Regions from separate parts of the Sus scrofa genome. Here all the other regions are linked to region 3. A link is a contact called in public HiChIP or PLAC-seq data. All regions are on one chromosome and are shown on one strand. The core of a region is the stretch at or near the end of the contact, and the rest is flanking DNA. Distances in the headings are between cores, read along the strand shown.

Region 1 (3,820 bases), core at 826-3,325, 670 kb after region 3:
AAACAAAACTAACTATAGATAATGCTTATATACCACACCCAGGGAGTTTCCACAGCAATACATGGAACTCCCGAAATTTCAGAGTTGCGTAATTTTTTTTTCCCGATCAATTTTCTTTCTCATTCCTGGACTTTTTAAAGTTGAAATAAAGAAAGGAGAGATAATGTATATGCAAATGATATTTAAAATCCTCGAATGAGAAGTTTTCATCCCTTTCTGCTTTTAATTCACCTAGCCTTAAAGACATATTTTCCCCCCTCTGAGTATGTTGACAGTTATTGAAGTGACTAACATACCCAATATATCTTAGCGAAAAGCTATTTTTAAAATCACTCGATTTAGAAAACTCCAATCATGATAATTTCAGGGGGATTCTTCGTACACAAATTAAAAGTTTTAAATTACTCTGCAAGAATTTGTGAGCTCAAATACTCTTAATTAGAAAATACCTGCATCGATGCATATTTAATCAGGTTTTTTAACACCTGTCCCCGATGCACAATTATTTTGAGGGTTGTTTTATGAGTTCTAGTTTGTGTGGTCAGTGATAGCAGTAATGAAGCCATATGAGACTAGGAGCCAGAGGGTCCATTCAGGTCTCCCTCGGCTTTGCCACTTTTCACCTCTGGGCTTTGAGAATGTCATTTAACTTCCCGTAGCTTGTTTCCTCCTGTCCACAGATAACAGTTCCCTCCTCAAAGTGTTGTTTCATGAATCCAATGAAATAGTGCACATGAAAGAGAATTTTGTAAGCCTGGGGCGCTATCATATTAAAATCGCAAACAAATCTGGTAGCAATGCGGCTCAATGAGGAAAATACAGATGGAGCCTGCTGCAAAAAGGAATCAACTTCTCTGATTTGCCACCTCACGACCCGGGGTGAGTCTGCCCTTGGTTCTCTCATTTGGGAAATCAAAGGATAATAACTACTCCATAAGGCTGCTGTGGAGATTACAAAACAGATACGTAAGGTGTCCAGCAGGACAGGCCCACAGTAGGTGCTCAATAAATGGCACCCATTTCACATCAGAGAATCCATGCAATTAAGGCAAGTATGCTGTGTCCCAACATGCACGCACAACAGCTGAATCGTGCTCTGCTTAGAACAGTACATCCGTTAGCAGAGTCCCAAATAGACTCCCGCCAGGGCCAGCGCCCCGGGCTTATCCCACTTTAGACTCCAGTGGATTAAGGCAGTACTTGCTGTATTTGCATTTCCTGCCTTCGACCACTGTTTTAATAAAAACTTACTAATGGAACCTCAGACTTAAAAAAATCGAATCGATTCTACCCGATGTGGCCCCTCCAAGTACAGGCTTTTTTCCTAACTTGCTTTTACAGGAAGAACTTATTCACTTTTTCGCCACTTCTGTAGGGACGAGGTGGGGTCTGGAGAAGAAAAACGCCAGAAGTGAATCTGCTGTTGTTACCGGGGCTGTTCAATGTGATCAAAATAAGCAGCCTGTGCCTCGCCTCCCCAGCTCCAGCGCGTGAGGCTCAGGCCTGTCGGAGGTGTTGAGAGCGACAAGCAGGACAAGGGCAAGAGCTCCGCCGCCCTGGGCGGACCCGGGGCGGCGGGCATCGGTCACTAAGCGGAGCGCGAGTTAGAGGCGTGGAGCCGGGGAAGGGCGCATGCAGGTGGGTTAGTGGTAACTCGACCATGCGGCGTGGCATTCCTGTGTGGCAAACGCGCTCAGGCAAAACAGACTCGATGCTTACAATGATCCCAGCCCAAAATGGAGTGTCTCTGACTAGCAGGGAGGAGCTGATGCCGGCCATGAGAAAGCCCACCACGGTCACGGCGATGCCCAGGGCCAGCTGCAGCAGCGCCAGCAGCAGCGGGAACCGGCAGCCGCAGCACGTCCGGGCCTCCTCCTCCCCGCACTCCTTGGGGGCCCCCGCGCCCCTCTTCGGCCCCATGTCGTCGGGCTCGGCGGCGTCAGCGGCCGGCGGCCCCCCTTGGCTCCGCGCGCCTCGGCCGGGCAGCTCCCTGCCCATGGCGGCTGCGGGGGCGGCGGCGAGGGCGGCGCGGGGCGGGCCGCGCCAGCACTGCTCGGCGAGTTACGGAGGCTGAACAAATATGGAAAACATTTGGAGGGACTCGCCGAGCCTCTGAAGGCCACGGGGACCCGCGGCGGAGGGGGAGTCGAGGGGGGTCATCAACTGCCAACCCGCCGGGCGGGACGCAGCGCCTGCCTGGCCGGGCGGGGTTGCCCGGTGCCTCCTAAACCCGACGCGCTTTAGGCAGGCTGCGGGTGCCCGCGCCTGTATGTGCGCATATGCGTGTGTGCGCGTCTGTGTGTGTTATTTTCCTCACTCCAAACCCCAGGATTTTTTCGGGTTTGTTTTCGTTTTGGGAGAGGTGCAATCCAAGGTGATGAATGTTTAAATCATTTAATTAACAGACAGTTGAATCCAAAAGAGGCGTTGCTAGGCTCCGAGCTGTGAAGTTGTTTCCAAAAGTTAAATTGTTCTCGGTTTTCCAACCAAGGCGTGGGCTCTTCTCTTAAATTCTGCAACCCAGTTGACAAATCAAGGTATTTTTCCCAGTGAAGTATTTGCTTTTGAAATAACTGTTTATAGAGACACTGGGCCAATTGTGAACTCTCTCACGTGTATTTCTTTTTCAAAGCTCTCTTAATAGTCTATACAGTCTCCAGCCTGGCCTTGGCTGATCACAACAGTGCCTCTGGGGATTGTTTTACACCTTAGACATGTACAATTTAACTCAGTCCACTTTCGAGATATTTTTAAAGCACCTACAATGTGCTAGAAAATAAGGATGCCCGAGGTAGATTTGGTTCCTGTCTAATGTCCCCGAACAAATCAATAAAAGCGATTATTCTTATTCCCACATACCTCTCCTCAGTAGCACTTAAAGCAATTTCAGTGAAACCACTAAGAAATGATCCCATTACTTTGGAGTATTTATATCTACTTTGGTATGGTCATTTGAGCATTGAGAAAGCTGTATTAAAAAATAAATGATGTCACCAAGATGTTAGGATAAAGCTTCCTCCTAGATTGTTTGCTATCAGCTAATTTAAAGAAAATCTAACTCCCTGCTTCGTCTCCACAGAATTAGAAACTAATCATCATCAATTCTCTTTGTAAACTGCCAAGTCCCCAAAAAGTTACCTCTGAAGGCCTGAAATATATTCTTTTTTTTTTCTTTTCTTTAATGAACTTCAGTGTGTTCTTTATACCTTTCTTCTGGATCAGTGAAAAAATGTGGTCCATGAAACAAATGCAGTAGCTTAAAAAGGAGAAACCAAACCACACATCCCAGTGTCCACCTAGAAGCAGTAGAAGCAGCGCTCACTCTCACAAGAGGAGCAGAGGGGCAGAGATAAGGTCATTGTCAGCTTTAAGGCCATTTCACCATTAGGATTTCTAGTGAGAACAGACAAAAGCTGATGTTACACCAAGGTACCCATGTGACTTGTGTCTGACTGAGAACAGCAGAAAAGACAAAGGAGAACAGTACTTGGTTTTTCTACATAAACCTAGAAAACATTTTTAGGAAACTAACTGACTACATGGAATTAATTATTTGTTCTTATAAATAATAGTTACTAGTTACTGGGTATCTATCTAGTCTGTAACTAGCACATGATAGGAGCTTTACCTCGCTGGCTGTTACTTCTTATAACCACCTTAGAATTGTAATGTCTACTTTTAAAGATGAAAAATTGAGTATCAGAGTTATTAAGTAACCAGGGTATTAAGCCACTTACCTAGTTAGGGATGAGTGAGGGGAAGCACGCGTGAACACTTGTGGATTCCCTCTTTTATTAATTACTTCCTATTGTCAAACAAG
Region 2 (3,936 bases), core at 1,306-3,805, 910 kb after region 3:
TGTTGTGAACACTAGCCAGATACCTAGGACTTAGTGTTTTATAATAAATGAGCAAAGCCATGCCAGGAATCAAGCATAATGAAAAGAGCAACAATATCAACACCAAAGTATATTTTTCCTCTCAAGCCATTACATACATCAACATAAGACAGGATCAATTAGTAAGAAACTCTGAAAAACTCATCATTTCTCAAAATAACCAAGGCATTCAAATTAAAAATTAATGCAAGCCACCCAGTATAGAAGATACAAAAGCTAAGCATTGAGATTCACATTAACAAAAATGGACTAGGAGTTTGGGGTTAGTAGGTGGTTCAAACTATTACATTTGGAATGGACGGGCAATGAGGTCCTACTGTATAGCACAGGGAACTATGTCCGATGTCTTGGAACAGAACATGATGGGGGATGATATGAGAAAAAGAATATATATATACACACACACACACACACACACGTATATGTATGACTGGGTCGCTTTGCTACATAGCAGAAATTGAGACAACACTGTAAATCAACTATAATTTTTTTAAAAAGTAAAAAAAAAATGACACTTTAAAAATATTAGGCAAAAAGAAATCATACCACAACCTAATAGAATTTATTTTTTATGATTTTTTCCATTATAGTTGATTCTAATAGAATTTAAAATCTGCAATTGCCAAATATCTCGACCAAATGCCAAATTTAGGAAACATGCACCTTAAAAACAACTTAAACATTCCTCTTTTTACTGCTTTCCCTTGCAGCATGCTGACAGTTCAGCAAACTGAAATGCCTTTCCTCTCTGCAGAGTCCCATGATTTCCTCCCTCTCTGAGCTCTTTGATGCCCTCCTCAGCTATTGAAGCCTCGGAATCAGGCTTTATCAATGACCCTAGAAAGAATTCAATGCATTACTACCAAACGTGTCTATTATTGAGAGTATCAGCTAGAGACTCTTAAAAGGAGAGAAAATGAGGAAGGGGAGATTTTTGAAAGGATTTACCATCTACATTACAAATTATATTTATGTTGGGTCTTGATCCTTCAAAAGAACAATCATCAAGTTATGCTCAGTCTTCTTTAAGTGGGGTGTGGTCACATGTAATGTTTATAGTTTGGGGAGAGTTCCCCATGAGGATAAATAGAATTAAAAGTACAATTAATATGCCAGCTAAAAGATAAAACCTCACACAAGCCACCTTTCAAAATGACAGTGCTCAGTCCTGCCTCCTGGTTCCTGCCTCCACTCAGCACCTCTCCCTGCAGAGGGCTAGGTGGCATTCACTACCGCCTCACCCAGGCAAAGAAGAGGATGCTGATAATACATTAAGTCTTCCCATTTTTTCTGTTCTTTCGCACGAAAACCAACTCCTGGCAACCCAACGATGAAAGACTTAAGAGAAAAGAAAAAATTTTTAAAAAGACTACCTGGGGCCTCCTACCAGAATGGGTAGTTAATTCAACCGACAGAAAAATCGGAGATCGATACATATTTAAAGGTGCTTCCTGCGAACAAAACATATCTAATGAAGAACTGCTGAACCACATTATACTAGAAAATCCCTAAAATGTTGGTCCTCGCTGGCACCAGGCTGGAGGAATTTTTTCAACGCAATGCTTTGATGTACTGACAGGCTAACATCCCGGGTTGAAAACCAGCTATGAAACGTGCCCTGCATCTATTTCCCGTCTAAATGCCTAAAGATCTGACCCGCAATTATACCCAAAGCTTGCCCTGCACTGGATGCCATCTGATGCTGAGAAAGTAGTGGTTTAGCAACACCAGGCGGCTCTATTATGTTAAAATAACAACGCAACACTCGATTACGAACCCAGGTACTCGGCGCGTAAGCCCTGTGCCACACGAGGACCCACATTCAAAGCTCAGGGCCCTTCAGGTTCAATCTTTTTCAGCTTTCTGGGCCGTATCCTCTCTAAGTTTCCAGTTTGCAAGACGGAATTACTTTGAAAGTCTTCTGCACTCCCCTCCCCAGACGGGTTGGCGGCACGGGGGAATAGGGACGGAGGATGGTTAATCGTTCAAACATTTTAAAAACCGGTAAACCAATCATTTTTTTCAAAGGAGAAAATAAGCTTTCACCAAACCGCCGCTCGGCAAGCAAGCATCCGATTTCCATTTGGAGAGAAAAATATTAAAGAAGCCAGACGTACATTTCCCTTCCCAACAAAAGTGGCCTCTAAACTCCCCGGCCAAGGGCAATGGGAGGAAACAGACTGGGAACAAGCTCGTAGTCTCAGTCAGGCGCGCGTGTGCGGCGGGGAGAACGCGCAAAGGGGAGACAGCGGGGAAAAGGTGAACCGGAGGAAGCGGGAGCCCGCGGCGAGGGCAGATGGGGCGAAGAAACCAGAGGTGCGGAGAGAGGGGCGGGGAAGGGGGGAGCCCGGAGGCTCCAGGGGAAGGAGGGAGGGGTCCCGAAAGCTGCCCGGAGATCGCGGCCGCCGAGTAAAGTTAATACTTACTCAGTTTCGCAACTGCGCCGCCCCCGCAGGCCGCCTCGCGGGGCCCGCCGGAGCGCTGGGGACGCGGCGGCGCCCGGAGCCCGGCGGCCGCCCAGCGCCCGTCCCCGGCGGCGCAGCCCCGCGAGCCTCGCTCCCCTGCGCTACGCGGGCCGCGCGCCCCGCACCGGCGGGAGGCCCCGGCTCCCTGGTGCTCCCTGTCCGCTCACCTCCCGCCTGGCGCTAGGTGAGCGCGGACGCCTCGGGCGGGGGTACAGGGGTGGGCGAGCGCGCAGGCAGCCGCGGCGCAGCCGGCGGGAGCAGCCCCCAGAGCCGAGCCAGTGCGGGGGGCGAGCGGGCAGGCGAGGCTCGACGAGGAGCGGGACTCCGGGCGCTGTACGGGGCGGCAGGCGAGCGCAGGCGGCGGACTCGGCGGCTGGCTCGCTCCCGCGGCCGGTGCCTCTGGGCAAGGGGGCCGGGCCGGGGGCCGGGCCGGGCCGAGCGGCCAGGCGGCTCCGCCCCTTTGTCGGGCCGCGGGCTGAGCGCGCGAGAGCGGCGGCGCGGGGGCGCCCCCCTCGGCCGGGTGCTCGGGTTACAGCCGCCGCTCCCCGACTCCCCCGCCCTCTCCTCGCCGGTTCGCCGGCGCCGGGAGAGACCTTGTAACGGAACTGGGACGCCAGCGCTGCATTGTGGGAGCTTTTAAAGCGGCGGTGAGCGCTGCGAGGCCGCTCGGGCCCACGGTCCCCCGCTCCGCCGGGTCGGCGGAGGCCAGTGGACCTGAAAGCTAGAAACGGTGAGATGACCGGTACTTCACTGACGCTCACGGAGTAAAATCTTCCATAGCCCCGGGGTGAGACTTGCAAAACTGCCTTTCACTGTCACCCCAGCAAGGAGGAGGCTTTTTCCACAGACGCTTAAAAAAAAAAAAAAGAAAAGGCCCTTCCATCCCCTCAGGACTGGGTTTGAATTGCTTTTCATCTGGAGTGGCAATGATTCAGCGACCCCCTTCTCAGCAGCAGGCAATGACAGAGACAGGAGACGAAAAACACAGCGAGTGAATCAGACGTGAGTAACCAAGTTTAGAAAGAGCTGGGCTCAGATTCAGAAAACCGCTCCCCCCCCCCACCTCGCCCCCCGCGCAAATATAGCAAATAGTCAAGGAAAGCTGTGCTTTCTTATGGAAACGCAGATGTGTGTGTTGTTCTTGTTATTCACCTTTTTTTATGACATGCAGTACTCTAGTCACTGGACAACATCCAGTCTTTGGTCCAGACTTTTGCTCACACATGCCCACAACGCAAGAACAGCAATCAGTTTGGAGGAAGAGGGGCTGAGGAGATTCAAAGAAGCATTCCAGTTATAAGATGTCCCTTTTGATTCTCCAGACACTCGTTTTTGGGTTTCTGGTGTTGGGTGTTTTTGCTTTTTTTTTTTTTTTTTTTTTTTTTTTTTTTTTTTTTTTTTTAAATCAAGACAGGGATATTAAATTTGAAGC
Region 3 (4,107 bases), core at 1,032-3,531:
TAGTCAGGTTCCTTAACTTCTGAACACCAATTTGGATATATGGCACAGGACTGTGCAACATGGGAAACTGTAGTATGTAACCCATGGATCCCTTGGGTAAACAGAAACCTCCATTTCCAGGGTCATCATCTTGCTCTATTTCAAGCTTTTATTTATTATTTGTTTGTTTGTTTAGCTTTTTAGGGCCACACCTGCGGCATATGGAAGTTCTCAGGCCGGGGGTTGAATTGGAGCTGCGGTTGATGGCCTATGCCACAGCCACAGCAATGCCAGATCCAAGCCTCATCTGGGACGTGACCTACAGTACAGCTCACGGCAGCACTGGATCTTTAACCCACTGAGTGGGGCCAGGGATCGTACCTGCATCCACGTGGATGTTAGTCGGGTTTGTCATCACTGAGCCACAACGGAAACTCCCATCTCGGAAAACAGAATATCATATATCTATCATATAACAGCCATTTCTAAGTTGCTAAGGAATCACTTCTAAAGGAGAACCCAGAAGTAAAAAGAGATCTGTCAGCTGCATGGTAGGACAATGACTGGGTCCAGTTTATCGCAACACATACAGGCTTTGTGCTAGCATTTCCTGGATTCTGGGTCTAACACTTTATTCTTTATCCTGCAGGCTTTCTAAACACAAATTTCTGAATATTAAGCTTATTCTTTCATATTTCATAATGTGATTATAAGTCTCAACCCAAACCATCTTCAAAGTGTAAGAGAGCCTCAAACTGTAAATTTAAATTTTGGTGAGTTGCACAATTGGGCACACATTCTTTACAAGCCCTGGGTTCCTCCATCTTTCAGCAAACCTTGCTCCAGGGGGAATTACTTTGGTCACAAATTCTTTGATTGGGTGGCTAGTCAAAACTGCCACCCAGAGTTTGCCTTTTTCAGGTCTTCCAGAAAGGTAGGAGAAAAATCTAACATGATGAGGGTTACAAAAGCAACAGAGAAGGTGTGGAAATGTGCCCGGCCTCCAGTTTCATTTATGATCGCTGGAGCTTTAAGAGTCAGAAACTTTAAATGTAAACAAAGCGGGACAGTCAGTAAAAAGGTGACAGCGGGCTCCCGGAGGTGGGAGGTTAAACCTGGGCTTGGGTTTAAGAGAAGGAGGCGCGGCCTTGGGAGGCTTAAGAGAAAGTTCACTGCCATAGGTTGGCTTAAAAAACTGCTGGCTCGGCCAAGTGACGTTTACCTCGCGTCCACCTGGACAGCTGCTGACGGGTCAGGTTTCACTAACGCCCTATACTAGAAACAAAACCCCAAACTACACACTTCATATAGAGCAGACCCTCCATCTCCCTTCCTTCCCTCTCCTTCTCTTTATTTTCTTTCTTGTGTATTTTTTTTAAATGTCTGTTTTTTCCCTTTACCTCAACACCTTCCTCTCCTCTTTGTCAGCAAATTACCCATCTTACTCCGGTTCCACCTTTTCATCTCCGAGGGGCATCGCGGGCTCACTCTTGCTCTGGTCCTGCGCTCCCTCTCCATCGCCAATTCTCATCCTCCCCGCCTCCTTTAAGACCCGGGAAAGGGTCTCGGCCCCGTCATCCTTCACTTTTCTGGGAGGGAACTGTCGCACCTCAAGTCTAGCTAGCCTCTCCCGGGGCGGGGGGCCCTCCGGGGCCCACTTCCCGGCTCCGGGCCCCCGCAGCCCCTCCAGCGCCTCCCCGCGTTGGGTTAGCGCGCGCCGCAGCTGCCAGGGTGGCCTGGCCCCCCATATTCGCCCCGCCCCGGCCCGGCTCCACCCCCGGCCGCCGCCGCCTGATTGGCCTGCACCCCCTGCTCTAAGGGCGCCTCTCCTCCCCTTCGCCCAATGGGCACAGGCACCTGGTCCAAAAATTCCCCGGAGAGGACCTAGGGGCTCTGCAAGCACTAGCTTCTGCTCCGCAGCGGGACAGCAACGGTGGGGCGCGGAGCCTGAAGGGGACGGGGAGGGGGAGCGGAGGAGGGAGGAGGAGGAGCAAAGGTGTTGGAGAGAAAACTTCTGAAAGGAACAGGAAACCTGCCGGGGAGGCAGCAGCTACGGCTCTCAGGGCGTCCGGGCCGCGCACGTCTCTGGGTGCCCTAAGCTGCGGCTTGCTCCTGGAGGTTCCCGGGTGCGGGGCAGGGCTGAGCCCGACACTCGATCCCTCGGCGGTGTCCACCGTCGCCGCCGCCGCTCTGGGCGCTGCAGGAGGGCGCTCCATTCCGCCTCTGCCGCGGTGGCTCGCTGGAGAGGGCGGAGAGGGCACAGGGAAGAGGAGGGACGTCTTCTTCCGAGCATGAAGCAGCATGTCCGATAAAATGTCCAGCTTCCTCTATATAGGGGACATCGTGTCCCTGTACGCGGAGGGCTCGGTCAACGGCTTCATCAACACGCTGGGGTAAGTCGGGGCGCGGGCTGGGGAGCGCTGGCGCTCGGTCCCCTCGGAACCCATCCCGGTCCCTCCTGGCGCCGCCGGGTCCTCGGGCGCCAGCTCCCGCCTTGGGTGGCGGGGCGGGCGGGCGGGCAGGCTCTGCGCCGGCGGACAGCGCCGTGCCTTCGGCTCGCTAGCTCGCAGGAAGCTGCCCCAAGAGGCTAGACTTTCTCAGCAACTTCGTAATCTCAAGCTCAGAGACTCTTCTGAAAAGGAGGAAGTGATTCAGAAGCCCGGAGACAGGCCGGGAGAAGAAGTCTTCGTTGGCTTCTCCGTGGGTTGTTTTGATTAAAACATTTCTGTTTTGTTTTGTTTTTCCCTTGGAGGTGAAACAAAACGCCCCCTCTCCGCTTCTTTGCTCGCCCCCACTCTCAAGCCCCTGTCCCTCAAGGCCGGGTTTGTAAGAGCAATCGATGAAAAGTCCGTGGCCTTGGACATGAAACTTGGGCGATGTAGTGAGCCGAGAGTGGCTTTGCCCTGCGGGAGAAGCTCACCGTCCCCGCTTCCCTGAAATAATTTCCTTTCAGCTTTGCGGAACGGGGACTTGCCGCGCCTCGCAGGCAGCTCGGGGACGTCCGCCGCGCGGCGACCCTCAGAAAGCACCGAAGGCCTCCGGCGTTATGGAACTCACACCTGCTTTCTCCCCTTCCTGGGCCTTGGCCCACTGAAAGGCTGAACCCCTCCTGAGACTCAGCCAAGTGCAGGGCTCTTAAGGTTTGAGTTGATTTATGAATGAGGGAAATATATATATAAACATAATCGTGTGTTAGATGGTTAAAGAGGACTTCCTTGATTACTAGTATTTTCTCTCTGTCCTGATGGTGAGTACCAGTAAGTAGTTTAAATGCGCACTGCTTTGTATTTTATGCATACTTTTTTGTTGTTGTTGTTTTTTGGTGGCCACCTGATATCAGTAGCTAGACTCCCTAGTCTTGGAGATTTCAGGCTAAGGAACTGGTGTTGCCACTTCTGGCTGTTCACTGTTTTCTGCTCCTGGGATTTAGGGCACATGACTTAACATGCAGTGTCCCCGGATGGTGACTTTGAGCCATGCTGAGCCATGCTGAGAACAGTTTCTGTTCTTTGTTCATCTCTCCTAATGGGTGAAAGAAGGCAGGTAGATTTAATTGAATCCTGGTAAGACCGATGCTAATTAATTGTGAAAATAAAGCTTGGAAGAAAAAAGCCATGACAAGTGCTTGTGCTGGGTTTATAAATCTTAAGCTACCATTTGTTTCTGAGAGATTTCATAGTACGAGTCCAGTGTTTGCGACCCCAACATTTTGCAGATGAGGTCTGCTACACCCCACCCTTCTCTGTAGACTCTCCAGGTGTGTGTAATGGGGAGGTTAAGGGGGAAGGGCTCCAGGGGGAGAAGCTCCAGGGGGAGAATGCTTGGGGTCAAATCCTGGCTTCTCCACTTGTGAACTTTCTGACCCCAGGCAAGTTACATAATTGCATCTCAGTGTCCTCAGGTCTGAAAAGAGAAGATCCTGGTTACTACCTCATAGGGTTGTGCTGAGGAAGAAGTGAGTTAATATATGTAGGACACACAGTACCTGGCTCATAAGCACTTGTATAAAGTGTTAGCTATAGTCATGATCACTACCTTCATAACTGTGAGTCACAAGTGCAATAGTTACACTCGTGGGCAAAAAGATAAAAGGGATTAGGAGTAGAGTATAAAACCTAGACAAATGAA

The links. HiChIP or PLAC-seq counts read pairs in DNA pulled down with a chosen protein or histone mark.
Region 1: an H3K27ac HiChIP or PLAC-seq map of skeletal muscle shows a contact between it and region 3. The contact joins the promoter of SSPN here to the promoter of LOC110260584 in region 3. A contact is called at or near these places in 1 of 47 Hi-C or Micro-C datasets (embryonic fibroblasts) and 1 of 2 datasets of contacts at active chromatin or transcription factors (skeletal muscle).
Region 2: a contact with region 3 is called in an H3K27ac HiChIP or PLAC-seq map of alveolar macrophages. The contact joins the promoter of RASSF8 here to the promoter of LOC110260584 in region 3. A contact is called at or near these places in 1 of 47 Hi-C or Micro-C datasets (heart right ventricle) and 2 of 2 datasets of contacts at active chromatin or transcription factors (alveolar macrophages and skeletal muscle).

The regions. Positions count from the first base shown.
Region 1 is chr5:47,607,255-47,611,074 of Sscrofa11.1, forward strand. SSPN (sarcospan) reads right to left here and starts at 2,076. Exons shown (of 3, transcript XM_003126415.4): 1 at 1,720-2,076. The coding sequence starts at 1,998.
Region 2 is chr5:47,844,915-47,848,850 of Sscrofa11.1, forward strand. It overlaps RASSF8 (ras association domain-containing protein 8), which reads right to left and starts at 2,556. Exons shown (of 6, transcript XM_005653134.3): 1 at 2,466-2,556. It overlaps LMNTD1 (lamin tail domain-containing protein 1), which reads left to right and starts at 3,385. Exons shown (of 18, transcript XR_002344073.1): 1 at 3,385-3,506.
Region 3 is chr5:46,934,101-46,938,207 of Sscrofa11.1, forward strand. It overlaps LOC110260584, which reads right to left and starts at 2,282. Exons shown (of 3, transcript XM_021091237.1): 1 at 2,034-2,282; 2 at 1,380-1,993. The coding sequence starts at 2,282. The coding sequence ends at 1,421. ITPR2 (inositol 1,4,5-trisphosphate receptor type 2) reads left to right here and starts at 2,027. Exons shown (of 58, transcript XM_021092920.1): 1 at 2,027-2,372.